Linked DNA regions of Mus musculus: region 1 is linked to region 2. Evidence: chromatin contacts called from public HiCAR-type data. All regions are on one chromosome and are shown on one strand. Each heading gives the region's core, a stretch centred on a gene start, on an enhancer-like site or on the middle of the called end of the contact. The rest is flanking DNA. Distances are from core to core; before and after follow the strand shown. Region 1 holds the start of Mitf (melanogenesis associated transcription factor). Region 2 holds the start of Slc25a26 (solute carrier family 25 (mitochondrial carrier, phosphate carrier), member 26).

What was found. HiCAR-type assays count read pairs that join an accessible place to other places.
Region 1: a contact with region 2 is called in a HiCAR-type map of astrocytes, with 6 times the contacts expected there. The contact joins the promoter of Mitf here to the promoter of Slc25a26 in region 2. A contact is called at or near these places in 1 of 39 promoter capture datasets (pre-B cells) and 1 of 115 datasets of contacts at active chromatin or transcription factors (astrocytes).

The regions. Positions count from the first base shown.
Region 1 is chr6:97,803,528-97,811,251 of GRCm38.p6, forward strand. Mitf (melanogenesis associated transcription factor) reads left to right here and starts at 3,531. Exons shown (of 10, transcript NM_001113198.1): 1 at 3,531-3,760. The coding sequence starts at 3,657.
Region 2 is chr6:94,497,306-94,504,699 of GRCm38.p6, forward strand. It overlaps Slc25a26 (solute carrier family 25 (mitochondrial carrier, phosphate carrier), member 26), which reads left to right and starts at 3,009. Exons shown (of 10, transcript NM_026255.5): 1 at 3,009-3,152. The coding sequence starts at 3,120.

The DNA.
Region 1 (7,724 bases), core at 2,281-4,780, 3.3 Mb after region 2:
TTACTGCTTTGTACATCCGATAGGTCCTCCATTTACATGTATGGTGCTATTGACTCAGTACATGTTTTCTAAGCACTATCAGCTTCCAGATTTTAACTCATTGATGAAGACTATTTAGCTTACTCACCAAGTGAACAGCAGTTTGTAATGTGGGCTAGTGGTATGTCACTCTGTAGAAAATTGTCCACTTAAAGGCAAAGAGAATTTATATACTGAGGCACCAAGCTCTATTGTGAGTCAAGTAAACACTTCCAATGAAAAGGAAAAGTTTTTTCTTCATCTGTCTGGAAAGTCCGAAGACTCCTGACCTCAGACCTGGTTGGAGCAAGGAGTGGAAATGTCTTAGTTCTCTGCTTCTCTATTCTTCTATCTCTTCTGCTTGCTTCTACTTCCCTCTCCCCCATCTTTTTGCTTAGCTACCCTGGGTAACTATAGGTCAGTACATCTAGATTTTTTCCTTCTCTTCCATCCCAGGCTTCCAAAATCAGAACTATTTGAGGAGAAAATTTCTAAGGAAAAAGTGGTGTTAGGGTCCGATGTCAATTCCTAAAGGAATCACTGTATTAAAAGATGATGTTATATGGGGCAGAGCCACCGGTAAACTGCTTAGGGTCCAGGAAATCACCTCACATCCATGCATATGTAAACCCTAATTCAACTCAACGAGCTTATAAAACAAAACAAAACAAGCAAACAAAGAATACCAACAACAAACCCCCATAGACTCAAAAGTAGAAGGGGGGCTGTGTTGGGAAGAAGATGGGTTCCAGGGGGAGAGGGAGGGGCTAAGAGAGAGAAAAGGGGGTTTATTCTAATCAAAATATATTACATATACATAGGAAATGTCAACAAGTCCGCAATTATTTTAAAAGATAGGATTCTATAATGGTCAGGACAAAGTCACATACCCACTCCCACAGGGTGGCAGATGGCACTGTAACAGATGATCCTTCGAAGGTTTTCTGAACAGAGAGCAGAGTGAGCACAAAGAAAAGATACAAGAGGGGGAAACAGCAGCTGGATGTGCAGTCTTAAGACAACTCCAGCTCAGGGCTACACCCAGAGAGCTCTCTGGAAACTGCTTCAGTGAAGTCTTGAATGTTCTCACTTTTACTTTCGCTTTAAGAATGATCCTTTAGGTCTGGGATATCACTCTTTAGCTTAGGCTGGCCCTAGACTCCCAATGTAACCAAGATGACTTTGAACTTCTAACCATCCTGAATCTACCTGTCCCAGGTGCTGTGATTATGGGATTGATTATGCCACCATACTAGTTTATGCAGTGTTGAAGACTGAATCAAGGGCCTCATACACCATAGACAAAGGCTCTACCAACTAAATCACATCCCAGGCCTCATTATTGTTCTAAACCTCAATTCTGGTACAAGTCTTTGACAGCCAGCCTTCCAAGGGCCAACAGACCATGTTTAGGCACAGTGTCTTTCTATTTGTGTGTTCTAAGAAGAACGTACATAGCTTTGTTCAGGAAAAAAAAAACAAAAACAAAAAAACCAACCAACCAACCAACCAACCAACCAACCAACCAAACACAACTCCTAATGGGTCAAGAGATTCAGACAATGAAAAGGCTCAGCGTTTCTCAGTCGGGGTGATATTGGGCCAGAACGCTTGCTGTTAGGCACAGTGTTTAGCATCTGTGGTTCACACCTCATCAAATTCTGGACTTGCTCCAAGCCCATCAGTTTCTGCTCCCACTTTCCAGCACTGACTATGGAGGACCTGGATGAAGTTCAGAGTCTAAACACACATGCTGCTCTCTCGGTTTACTTCCCTTCTTCTATACTGTTACCTCTGAATATTGTTTCTAGCAGTTAATATATCCATGAACATCTTGAAGCTTTTCAGGGTGATTTCAGATATCCTGCCATGCTATTGCTATAGGAAAGGACCCCCGAAGTATTTTAAGAACAATATTCAGCTACAAAATGTTGGTTATTGCTACCTCAACGATGTATACATTTTCCAGTTCTCACTCACCACTCCTATTCATGATCTTTCTGATATAAAATTAAAAAAGAAAAAGCTATACTGTGAGGCAAGATATAGGAGTGGGTAACTCCAAGGAGATGCCCAACCATCAGTGTAGACCTTTTAGGATCATCATTTAGTTTATCAACTCCTGAAAGTGAAAAATACACAGAAGAGATGCAAGCTTGCCAAGAATGCCTCCAAGATACACAAAAGAAAGCCAAAATTAATCATCACTGAGCAGCTTTTAAAAAATTCTATGTATGTATTATGTGTACCTGCACCTGCATTCAGCTGTCAGGAGACAGATTGCAGTAGTTAATAGTTCCATTCTTCAGTCATGTGTGTCCTGAGGACCAATTGCAGGTTGTCATGTTTGCAAATAAGTAAATTTACCGACTGAGCCATTTTGCCTGCCCCTAGTGTATACAAATTGCAAGTAATTCTTTCCTTACTTTTGACCTTGCAACACCATCTCAAATAGGTTTCCTAATCTCTTCTTTCATAGATGAGGAAATTAAGGCTTCTAGGAATCCAATGGACATGTCTAAGATTACACAGGATTTCTTAGAAGAACTAGGAATTTCTGCCATCTTAAAATGCCACCCTTAACTCCAATGTCTCAAAGCACTCGTTGATGTTTTATACAACATGAAGAGTCCTGCTGGAACTAACCAGAAGACAGGTCTGAACATACAAATGAGCTAAAGTGCGGTCATTTAATACATCACCTAGCCGAGTACCTTGAAGCTGCACCGGCTTGCAATGTTAGGACAATCTCATCTGAACTCCCAGCCAACTGAGAAATTGAAAGCAGACGGTGGTGGTGGTGGTGAAGCTGTTTGGTAACTTGATGTCTTTTAAAATTAACTGAATCCTTCAAGTGCTGCTTTAGATTAGAGGTGACTAATTGGATAAAAGGAAAGGAGCCTTTCAACTGATGAAGAGTATTGTGGGAGCTTATACTGAGTTCCAGAAAAAGAACGCACAAGAACAACTCCTCCAATAATGCTTTCATTATAAAAGTGAAGTTTCCAACACTCTGTTTCAATAGAGGACAAAATGATGTGTCGCTGCAGTCCAGAAGAGCTCGGGGGCTAATAGAAAGTCCTTTTATTTTAAAAATGGGTTTTAACTCTGACCGAAACTTTCTAGTTTCAAAACCCCTTAGTGTTTTATTTTTTAAATGAACGCTCGGCGTGTCCTCGCAGATGTCTAAACCAGGAGGGACAGTAGAAGCCCAGGCTGAGTTGTTCTTATTAATATTAAACAGCCAGGTCTGTATCCTTGAAGCAAACCGGAGAGACACGGAGAGGAGCTGCTGACATTGACAAGGAATCCAAACAGGACTTGCACTATCCGTGTACACCACGTTGTCTCTCCCCGGTTTGACCTTCTGGGAGTTGTAGTTTTTGCGGAAGCTGATATCCTGGAGAGCTGGTGTGCTCTGCCCAGGCGGAACCACAAATCCCAGGGCGCACCGGGCTCAGCCCCTCCCGCTCTGGTGTGAGAGTAAACTCACCGCGCCGGGGCGGGCGGCCGGCTAGCGGGCTGAGTGGGGCACTGCGCGGGGCGCGCGGCTTGGGGTACCCGAGGCCCCCCATCTTTCTCAGGTGCCCGGGTTCTGGTCCAAGTCCCAAGCAGTGGAAGGCGGGCAAGAGGGAGTCATGCAGTCCGAATCGGGAATCGTGGCGGATTTCGAAGTCGGGGAGGAGTTTCACGAAGAACCCAAAACCTATTACGAACTCAAAAGTCAACCTCTGAAGAGCAGGTGAGTGGTGACAGCTGGAGGGAGGCGCGGCAGGAGGCCCATGGGCCCCGCGCCTGCTACCCTGGGAGGAGAACAGTCAGTCTGGATAGCTCTAGGACAAGGACCCCGTGCCCTTGCCTTGGGGTACAGGGCGACCTGGCCCCTGGCATTTAGGGTCCCGCTTACAGACGACTTGCTTGCATCCCAGGGTATCTGACAGTGGCATTTTGGGGACACCGCGAGTCTCTTGGGATGGCTCATCCAGACGTGGGGACCCTCGGCTGCAGATGCCAGCTGCTGAGCTAGATGGGGGCTGGGGCGGTACCCGGCGCGAGGTGGGGTAGGAGGAGCACCGGACAGGGACTGTGATCTGGTGCTACCAAGAGCAATTTTTCTGAAGCTCCCTAGCAGGCTGAGGGGCTCAGGAGAGGGGGATCTGATGCTCCAGGGCAGCGATGAACTGGCCTGGAGGTCTTCCCTTGTAGACCAGCCCCTCTGGGAGATACTACTCAGAGAGGCCTCTAGGTGAAGTTCACCTGAGCTTCACCTTTCACCTGCCACAGGACAGCACCGAGGAGGTGTGTGTGTGTGTGTGGGGGGGGGGGGTGAATAAAAGGAGGGGAGGAGGTTGTGGGTGGGCGTGTCTCTCAAGCTGGGCAAGCTGTCTGGAATAGAAGTCTTTACAAATGCAAGAAGGAAGGAAGGAAGGAAGGAAGGAAGGAAGGAAGGAAGGAAGGAAAGAGAGAAAGAAAGAAAGAAAGAAAGAAAGAAAGAAAGAAAGAAAGAAAGAAACAAACAAACAAACTACCTTAGAGGTCTGTGGTGGTTGGGAATGCTCTCTTGGCACCTACACACATTTAATTCTCCAGGCGCTTCAAGAACTTTGGGCCTAGAGTGAAGATGTTCTCTAGTCTGGTGCCTCCCAACTCTTCAGTACCTCTGCAGTATCCTAATCCCTCACGCCACCCTCCATTGCTACTTGCCTGGCAGAATCGGTTATCACTCTCTTTGGTCCCTCTGGACCCTTGAAGTGCTTCTTATTTGTCATGTTTACAGAGAGGGGGATAGTCACTGGAATCTGTGACTTTATTTCCACCCTTTCAGTTGTGCGATGAAGTAAGGCTAACATCATCACCTGGTGCATCAATTGTCTAGGGTCTAGATGAGTGAGGTTCCCCTGGTAGAGGGGCAGAGGGACTCACTTTCAGGGGCCAGGAAGGCAGAATTGAGGGGTGGAATCTTTGGTTTGGGAGACAAAAAGGCTGGGTCTTATAAAGTGGAGACAGGTTGCTTTCCTTCAGGGCTGGGACAGGACCTTGAATCCAGTCATGGGAACAAACTCTGGGAGGAGCAGAAGCCCTGGCTCCCTGGCTAAGGCAGGCTTTTTGCACATGCTTGTGGCAGAGTGGAAGGAAATGTGTTAGGCATCAAGATGCATAAACTCAGCCTTTCACTAGTGGCTTCTTTTCATAATGGCTATTTGTGTGTGAATGTAGATAAGGGTGTATTGGGTGCTCTGAGAGTGATACTGTGTAAAGCGCATTGTTGGTTATGCTCATTAGAGCTTTATCTGCATGTGGCTGAAGGGACCAGTGTTTTACTGAGCAGTCAGTCCCTGCTTTTGCTTCTATAAGCAAATGCTTACAAGGCCAGAATGAGGGGGGCAGGGGGAGTGTGTGCGTGTGTGTGTGTGTGTGTGTGTGTGTGTGTGTGTCTGAAAGAAATTAATTAACTGGGCTCTTCATTTTGATGGTGGCTGATACATTAAATGAGTTTGAGGGAGTGAAGAAGGTACCTCTGGGGAAAACCAATGAGTGCCCTGACACTCATGGGGAAGGATTTGGTTCTATTCTTTTACCCAGTCAGCAAGAATGGCACGCAAGAGCACATGTCCTCTGTAGCTAGCTAGCTAGCACAGGAAAGGAAAAATGTGGGACTGTGGGCATAAACGGCTTCACATGTTGGTACGAGCAGCAGGTGCCAGGTAGCATGGAGTAGATATGCGTTCTTTGAAATAAACCCGTTAAATAAAATTTGTGACTAAGTTTCTGGAGTACGTTGACATCTTTTCTGACTGTTTTTGACAGTTGTCCTAATGGTATTATCATTGACATCGGTGTGTGACTTTAAATGTGGCTCAGGGCCTTCTCGTTGACTGTAGTTTGAAGACTTTGCTGGGGCATCCCTAACGTCCTGGTTAGGAAAAAGTTGTAATGAAAATTTGCAGATTCTCGTAACAAGGACACCTATCCATTCTATTGTCTCCATCAGCAGTTCTTAATCTGTGGGTCGAGACCCCTCGGGGGCCGTTCAACAACCCTTTCACAGGGGTTGCATGTCAGATATCCTGCATAATCAGATATTTATATTTATGACTCATGACAGTAGCAAAATTACACTTATGAAATAGCAACAAAAATAATTTTATGGTCGGGGGTCACAGGAACATGAAGAACTATATTAAATGGTTGCAGCATTAGGAAGGGTGAGGACCACTTGTCAAGATTGTTTCAGAATTCACCCATTTCTTGCCTATCTCTCTGCTGTAACTTTGACCAAGTCATTGTCAGTTTTTGCCTGAATTATTGCAGCAATCTCTTAACGCTCTCAGCCTTGGCCAGTTTTAGTAATTTTAAATTTAGTGCCACAGTATTCTTATTAAACTGATTTTTTTTTTTTTAAGGCTGAGATCTGACTGAGTCAGTAACATGCTTGCCACACAAGTGTGAAGGCCTGAGTACTTTTCCAGGAGCCCACATGAAGGCAGGCAGGCGTGGGGCTTGGTGGTTGTAATCCCAGCACTGGGGAGGAGGAGATGCGCTTGCTGGCAAGCCAATCTATCTGAATTGAAAAGTAAGAGATAAAAGATGAGAAACTGTATCAAACAACCAAGTGGTGAGTGACTGAGGGAGACACCTGAAGTCGGCCTCTAGTCTTCGCATGCATGCACAGACACACACCCACACACCCCTGTACACAGTGTACCGGTGCATACATCTGAATGTGTATACACACATACGTATGCACAAACCACAAATTAGAGAACAAACCCCTATGGAGAACCTCAGTCATCACTGTGGGAAGTTGTGAGTAGCCTTTAGCAGGTAGAGTGCAGGGATGTGCTAGCTTCGCTACACTACCCAGGGCAGCTTCCACAGCCAAGAATCCTCTGGGCCCTGAGCTAAAACTCAAGTTAGATCATGCTGTCTTCTCTAGTTGAAGCCCTCCACAGCTCTTTTTTTCCCCAGTCCTTCAAATGGCACAATGCAGCATATGTGTCAGGCTGCCCTTCAGCTCTGACCTTATCTCTTGCTGCTTATCATTCTAAGCAGAGCCCAGGCTTCTACCTTTGGATATTCATTCATTATACCTGCCTCTGCTTGGGCCATTCTTTGCCCAGACAGCCACAGCTGTAGTACAACCTACCCAACCAACTACTAATCTTCCTTTTAATGTGCCCTTAATTCTCATCATATGGATAGTGTGGCCTTCTGTTCATAATTACTCTCCCTCTAAACGCTCAGTCTTCCTTATCCGGCTGTGTTTCTTTCATAGTGTTAATGTTATAATTTACAGTGTAATTTGAATATATATGTGTGGGAACATATATATATATATATATATATATATATATATATATATATATATGTGTGTGTGTGTGTGTGTGTGTGTGTGTGTATATATATGTGTATATATATATATATATATATACACACACACATATATACATACACACACCTCACACACATAGGTGTACACACACACACACACACACACACACACATATATATATGTATATATAGATATATATATATATCAAACTTCAGGGCTCCAAGGTGGTAAGGATTTCTCTCTGTGTCTTGTTAACTGTGAAGTCCCCAGAGCCTAGAACACTCAGTCACAAGGCTTGTAATGTTTCGAGATAGACGATTCTTTAAAGGACTGTCCAATGCATAGGATAGTGTCTGGTAGGACATATTTGTTG
Region 2 (7,394 bases), core at 1,759-4,258:
CAGCAGGTTGTATTTGTGTGTGTATGTGTGTGTGTGTGTGACAATAATCATCAAAGAAAAAGAAGCCATAAATTTAAGATGGAATAGGAGGGGGAAATGGGAGAGGTTAGAGGAAGGAAAGGGAAGGGAAAATGATGTGTATTTTAAATTAGAATTAAAAAAAAATTTGGTCTAGAAAGAAGGCTCATGGATTAAGAGTATTGGCTCTCTCCTCCCCACAGAGGATCATGGTTCGATTCCTGGCACTCACATGGTAAGGAACAATTATCTGTAATTCTAGTTCGAGGGACTTAACACCCTCTTTGGGCCTTCTCAGGCACATATAGGCAGGCAAAACATCCATATACATAAAATAGATATAATTTTTAAAAATTGGGAGTGGGTAGAGAGATGGCTCAGTAGTTAGGAGTACTGATTGTTCTAGAGAATCTGGGTTTCATTTCCAGCACCCACATGGTGGTTCACAACTATGAACAACTCCATTTCTAGGGCATCAGACGCCAGGCATGTACGTGGTACATAGGCATATATGCAGCAAAGCACCCATACACATACCATTTTTTAAAATGTAAAAATACTGTAGTTTTTATCTTTTTATCTTTTAAAGTACTCACTCTGAGGAAAATAGTCACATGAGGACCGGTAAGCAGCAACACGGAGAGGTAAATATTGTGGGGACTGAGGCCTCCTGCTAATCACTGATTTGTCAGTTATGGAAGTGAGCTACCACTTTGGAAGTAGATTCTCCAGTTATGATCAAGTTTTATGAGATGATCCTGGTCAACACTGACACTGTAAGTTACGAGAATCCCCGACTTGGAACTGCCAAGCTTAAGTTCTCTCAGATTTTTACCTAACAGAAGGAGTATGAGGTAAAAGCTGTTGGTATTTTAAGCTACTTACTTGTTAAGCTGAAACCAACCAACCAACTCACCAACCAATCAGATTTCTGGACATGGAGATGGTGTAGAACAGTATTTAGTGAGCTGTGGGAGTGCCTTGATGCAAAGCAAAAGTGAAAGGTATAGGGACTCTGAGGGAAATTCTAGTGGGAGCTTACTGGTAGACCCCAATGGGCTGTGAGGAGGCCTCCAATGAAGCCATGCTATAAAAGAGTGTGGTAGGGTGAATTCTCAGATGGCCTCAGAATCCCTGCCCTTTCATGCTCACAGTCTGTATACTCGCTCCCTGCCTTTGAGTGTGAGCACGGCCTGTGTGAGCCCTGCTGTTATGGTCACGTTGCTCTATATTACAGAAACGGTTTCTGCAGTTGTCAATCAGGTCTCCAATAAATTGACTGAGTGAGTCAGGATTATCCTCTGTGGCTCACACAAGATTACTGGAGGTTAAAAAGTCCACTAGTCACTTAGTTCTACAACATACCTGCTACCTGAGATGTAGTAGGCCCTTCATGCATGCGGAGGTTAGAAGGTATTGTCCAGTAAATGGGAAGACAAGTCTACTCCAAGAAACTTGCTAAATAGTTAATGACATGTTCATCCAAGAGCACACGTTGCCTTCACAGTGAGCAAGATGAATAATCAACTATCAAAGCAAGTCATTTTTTTATGCCACTTTATTTTTTACTGACACAGTGATTGTACAAATTTATTAGGGTAGTGGGTGATAATTCAATACACCCACACGATGTGAAATGGCTAAGTCAGCCATTAGCATGTATAATTCCTTAAATATCATTTCTTTGTGGGTCATCTTTGAAATTTTCTATTTTCTTTTAGTTCTCTATAAAAATATATAACAGTGACTAGGTAGGTGGAACTATATATGTAGCCTTTGTGGCTACATCTATACTGCCCTTGCATGTTCAAGACCCTAGAAAGAAAACCCAAATTATTATCCAAGTGTAATGGCTCACATCTGTAATTCCAACATTTGGGAGGCAGAGGCAGGACAATTGTTATGAGTTTGAGGTCACCAGAACTACATAACTACATTGCCAGTTCTAGCCTATCATAGGCTACAGTGAAACTCAAATACCAACTGAAATACACACACACACACACACACACACACACACGTAAGTAAATTGTAAACTAGCAATCCTACTGTCCTGCAGAGCAATGGTACTTATTCTTCCTGTCTTCCTCCATCTACACGAGGGCCCTGCTAGGTAAACACATATTCTACCATTGAGTTACACTCACTATTAAGCTGTATTTTTTTAAGTATTAAATTCTATTTATTTCACTATCAACATATTAATATGTAATAAAATATAATATGCAAAATATATGATATACAATAAATATTAGGTATGTCCACAGACATTGGGAGACAGCTTGTGGGAACTGGTTGTCTCTTTCACCCTATGGGTCCCAGGGAGTGAACTCAGGTTGCAGGGTTGGTGGCAAGAGCTTTTACCTGCAGAACCATCTCACTCGCCCTATCTAATAGGAATTTGTTAGTTGTCACCTCCAGAATTGGAGGCAAGCGCCTTTACCTACTAAGCTATCTCACTGGCCCTAACTAATTGTATTTTGATAGCAGCTACCTCCATCCTTCTTCCCTTCGTAGTCTCTAGTGATCACTCTCCTACTTTAAGTACATTAATTTAAAGAGAAATAAACGTCAGTACAAATGGAGAATACTTTTTTTTTTTTTTTGGTAATAAAAACGTATTTTTGTTTAACATTTTTTTTCTTTCTTTCTGGAATTGGATCAACAGAAATCCAGCCAGCCTGCACAGATAAAGCGAAGGAATAACGGACTTGGATTGTGAGTAGGAAACCACAGGGCTGGCCTTCAGGTACAGGCAGTGCCGCCTGGTCCCAGTCCTGCCAGCTCTGGTCTCTCCTCCGGGGTCTTTCGTAGATCCCATCCGGGGCCACAGGCTTGTGCGAGGCTCTTGCCTAGCGCCTCCGGAGCCGGCTGCTGAAGGACAGGAAGCCGGAGAAGCTCCAAACCCCAGGGTCCTCCAGGAAAGGCTCAGCGACCAGCACCGAGCGACGCACGTGCTTTTGTTGTGGTGTGACGTCACGAGTTCTGCCCCGGAAGTAGTTGCTCCATATCCCGCCCCAACATGGCGGCGCCCAGCTCTTTAAGTCAGCACCTGCTTTTGCCCAGCTTGTGATTTTTAACCTTGGCGGCGTTGGGAGACCATGGACGCGCCGGGCTTCACGGCCTCGCTGGTGGTGAGTACCGGGTAGGGGTGGGCTGCTGGGTGCAGGCTGCGTGGGAGCTGTGGCGGCTTCTCTGCACTGCCGCTTTCTTCCGGGTTTAAGCAGTGGTCGGTCTGTCCTCAGGTCACTGGCTGCTAGATCTAGGACCAAGCCTAGAGACGTCTGGGAAGTCTGTTCTCAAGGCTTGGTGGCTTCTGATGGGCTTTTAGAGATGAGGTATGCTTGACACATTGTCTTATTTACTGAAGGCTTCAGTAAATTAAGACTTCCCTTGTACACCATATTCACCTGAACTTGGGAATTAAACATGCAAATACACACTATTCAGGAAAACACTTACGACCCATCCATCCAAGATACTAGCTTGTCTTTTTGAAGTTTCTACACATTTAGTTCCTAGTAATCTGCTCATTTTTCTCCACGTTTAGGCTTTGAAGAAATACTGAGCATAAGTAGTGGTGTTGTGGAGTCGATGGTTTATTGGCTAATTCTGTCGATTTATGAGAACCAGTGCTTTTTGAGGGGCCTATAACAGCAGGTCTAGCAGGAGATAATAGATTTAGCAGATGTAAGAGAGACTGGTTAACTTTGATTTTATTCTGGAAGAGTGAACAGAAGCAGACAAGAAATACCTTCATTTTTAAAATGCTCCTGCTAAGGGCAAATAGAAGCCCAGGGGCATTTGTTTACAGAACTAGCTACTGCTCTGATGGAAGGGTTGGAGATAGAGTGTTGAACAAGAGAAACCTGCCCATAAGAGTTAGATGTAGGAGACAGTACAGAAGTGACTGCTCGGGTAAGTGACAGGTGGACTAGGTTCAGGACATTATGGGAAGAGGTGATAACAGGTTATGGGCCAGGCATCCTAAATATATGAGATTCATTTGTGTTTGGGGAGATGGCTCAGTAGTTATAGCATCTGTAGTTCAGTTCCCAGAACCCTGGGAAATGTTGGGTGGGTCTGGTGGCCCATGTGTAATTCCGGTGCTCAGAAGGTGGAGACAAGGGATCCCTGGAGCAAGCTGGTGAGCTAGACTAACCTTTAGTGATCTCTAGATCCTTTGCTTCAGTGAAGAAAGAGGAGAGACAATGAGAAAGACTTCTGACTCAAGGTTGGGCTGCACACACACACACACACACACACACACACACACACACACACATATGTGCACGAGCACAAGCACATAGCACATCGCACCCAGGCTCATTTCATTGTATTTAATTTTCATTTACTGTTATTTACTTCTCCAAAGCTCTGAAAGCACAGGTGCTCTTTCCCCCATTTTGTACATGAAGAAATAGAAATGAAATCGTTTTCTAAGAAGATCCAAGGCTCTCCCAAGAAGTGAGCTCATGCCAGCTAGCTCTGTCTGATAACAGACCTGTGCTCTGAGGCCATAATTTAACCTGAGAGAATTTCTGAAGGAATGGAAGAATACTCAAGCCCAATTCGACAGCCACCTTTTCATTCTTAAGAGCAGCCTCGTTGAACAGATTGAATCCTACAGCCCTCCTGTTAGGAGGCGATGATGAATTGGCTTTTAGAGAAGTGTCCCAGGGTATAAGTACCACTGTGATTGGGGGAACGAACGCCTAGAAATGTTATCATCTTATGGTTGATTGGGAAACCCTGCAGTGTCAGAGATGCTGGGTTAGTTGTTAGACAAGTTGAAGGTGACTGACCTGACTTGTACTCCGAAGACTCTTGCATTACCACACATGATTGGTAGTATAAAGGAATATATAAATATAGTTATGAGAGGAATAGAGGAGGTAGCCTTTTATTCTTAACTGGAAGGTTGGGGATAGCTCTATGAGGAATAGCATTTGGTTGCTGTCAAACCAGCAGATGGGATTTTTGGCAGGGATATGTGTGTCTGTGGGGTTTAAAGGGGGGAGAATTAGGTGGTAAGAAGGCCATTCCAGATTTCGAGAAAAACCTAAGCTAAAGCAGAGAAGGAGAAAGTTCTGGACATGTTTGGGAACCATAGTAGTTCATCATAGTTGGAGTGAATGGCGCTCCACGTTTTGTGCAAGTGTACAGGTTGCCAATGGAGAGGAGAAGCAAGGGCCGATGAGGGCACGCTCTCAGTTATTCTTTACCTAGTGCCTGTCAGCTGCAGCCAGTGGATTGAAGAAGTTTTGAAGGACTAGGCATATTCATGTTGAATGGCTTTGACTTATGCTGCAGTGTTCCTTATAAACCAAGCAATAAAAAGCAGTAATAATACTCCTACTTATCACAAAGCCCATTCCAGGGAGGTATTTAACCTCTAGCCACCTGTGTGTATGTGTCTAGACTTGGGTTCACCCATAGTTGCGTGTAGTCAGAGGTGGGAGTGTACAGTATGTATTATATCACTTACTTGATAAATTTAAGAGCATAATGTATGTCTCTCTGCAGGGAGAGGCACAGATTGACTTTGGGGGGTGGTACTGGTGCTTGCATTCAGAGCCTCATGCATGCCGTTCAGGTCCTAGGTAGTTGATTGGTTGTGCACAGCTTTCGAGTTTTCTGCCCCCCACCCCATCTTGTCTTGTTTTGAATTTACACTTTTTCAGCACAAGTCACCCTAAATCTTGAACTTGGTCAGTTGCCTGATAACCTTTTTAGCAAATGATCAAACTTAAAGAACAAATGAATCTGATAGTGCCTCTTACAATCTAGCTGGTGATGACTTGTGTCTGCACAGAGTACTTGTGAAATTGTATGCATTCCCTAAAGGTTTTGCTTAAGTGTTAAATATATTACGTGGCTGAGCAGATGCTCCGAGAGTCTCTGTTTGTCATGCTCATAAAGTTATGAGACATCTTAGTAAATGACATCTCAATTATAGAAGCGTGAAGTCCACACACAGAATAACTTGTGATTGCCGTTTTACTAGGCCAAATCTCTGGTCATTTTATCATCAGAAGATAAGAGCTATGATGAAAAAGGTTTAGAGAATTGATGCCTGCACAGCAGCCCTACATTTAGAGAAGAATTCATTGATTAAAGTTTAGCACCAGATAGCTAGCATTTCTCTGAACTGTGGGAGATTAAAGAGAAAACCACAGTGCAGCTTGTTTTTAAAGAATCGGTGCAGATCACAGTTCTCATCAGATTTTTGTTCTGTGTTCTGAGGAAAGGAAGGCAGCATGTTTACTTGCTGAACGGCATTAAAATCCTTTAAAAGAGTGACAAGGATGCCAGATGGTGGCTCTGTTCCGACATCCCTTTGAGCCTCTTCTAGGATGCATAAAGCCAACCCTGTCTCCACAAAGAGCCGTGCATCCTGTCTCTTTCTCTTCCTTCTTCCTTTGTGGCTCCAGCTCCCATGACCTCCTCGACCCCATGGGCCTGGGTTACATAGAGCAGGTACATGCCACCACAACCGACCTGGTCATTTTGTGGCATTTGCAGCCCTTTCCTGACTGACACATCTTGGAGCTCTCTGGTGACATCATTTTAGGTCATAGTCTTTAAAGTTTCATGTCTTTCCGGCTGATCATGTAGTGTTAGTACATCTGCCAATGCACTTTGACTTTTACTACTTCACGTGTATTATTTAATTTAAACATAAAGAAGGAGTAAAAGAAAGGCATTGCTCTGTTCCTCGCCAGAGCTTTGTTTTTCCAGTTAACCCTTGGAGTGGTTCTGTGCTGCCAGGCAAGTAGAGTAAGTTCCTCACACTAAGCTTTGCACAGACTGGGAATTGTGTAAGCTCGAAGGAAGGAGAGATGGAATTTGAACTTTGCTCCTAAGTGTGAATAGTACCCATTCTTCTCCCTCCCCACCTCCCTTCCTTTCTTTGCCAAGGACGTGTACTTTTTAGTTGTAAACATCTGTATTTTAAAGAGATGTATGTTCGTATGTATCAATATTAAAAAGATAAAAACTACCAAGCACGTACAAGTTACTAGGTAGGACTGAGATTGTGTGGTCTGCCCGTCTGCCCACCTGTGAGTGGTGCCTTCTTTGGCACTGTGTTTGTGTGTATATTTTTCAAAACTTCACACTCCTTTTACTAAAGTTTAATTAGTATTAAAATATTCTGCCTGTATGTCACCATAGTCACGAGGTACAGTTTTTAATGTTCTGCTTTTTAAAGAAACTTGGGAATGAGCACCAGTTCCTTTAGAAAACATTTAGTCACTTAATAAAAGTTATCTGGATGAGCAGATATAATAAACATAGAAAATAATACATGAATCCTTAGATATGTGCTTCTTAATAGAGATCTAGATGGAAAAGGATTATTAGCTGTCTGAAAT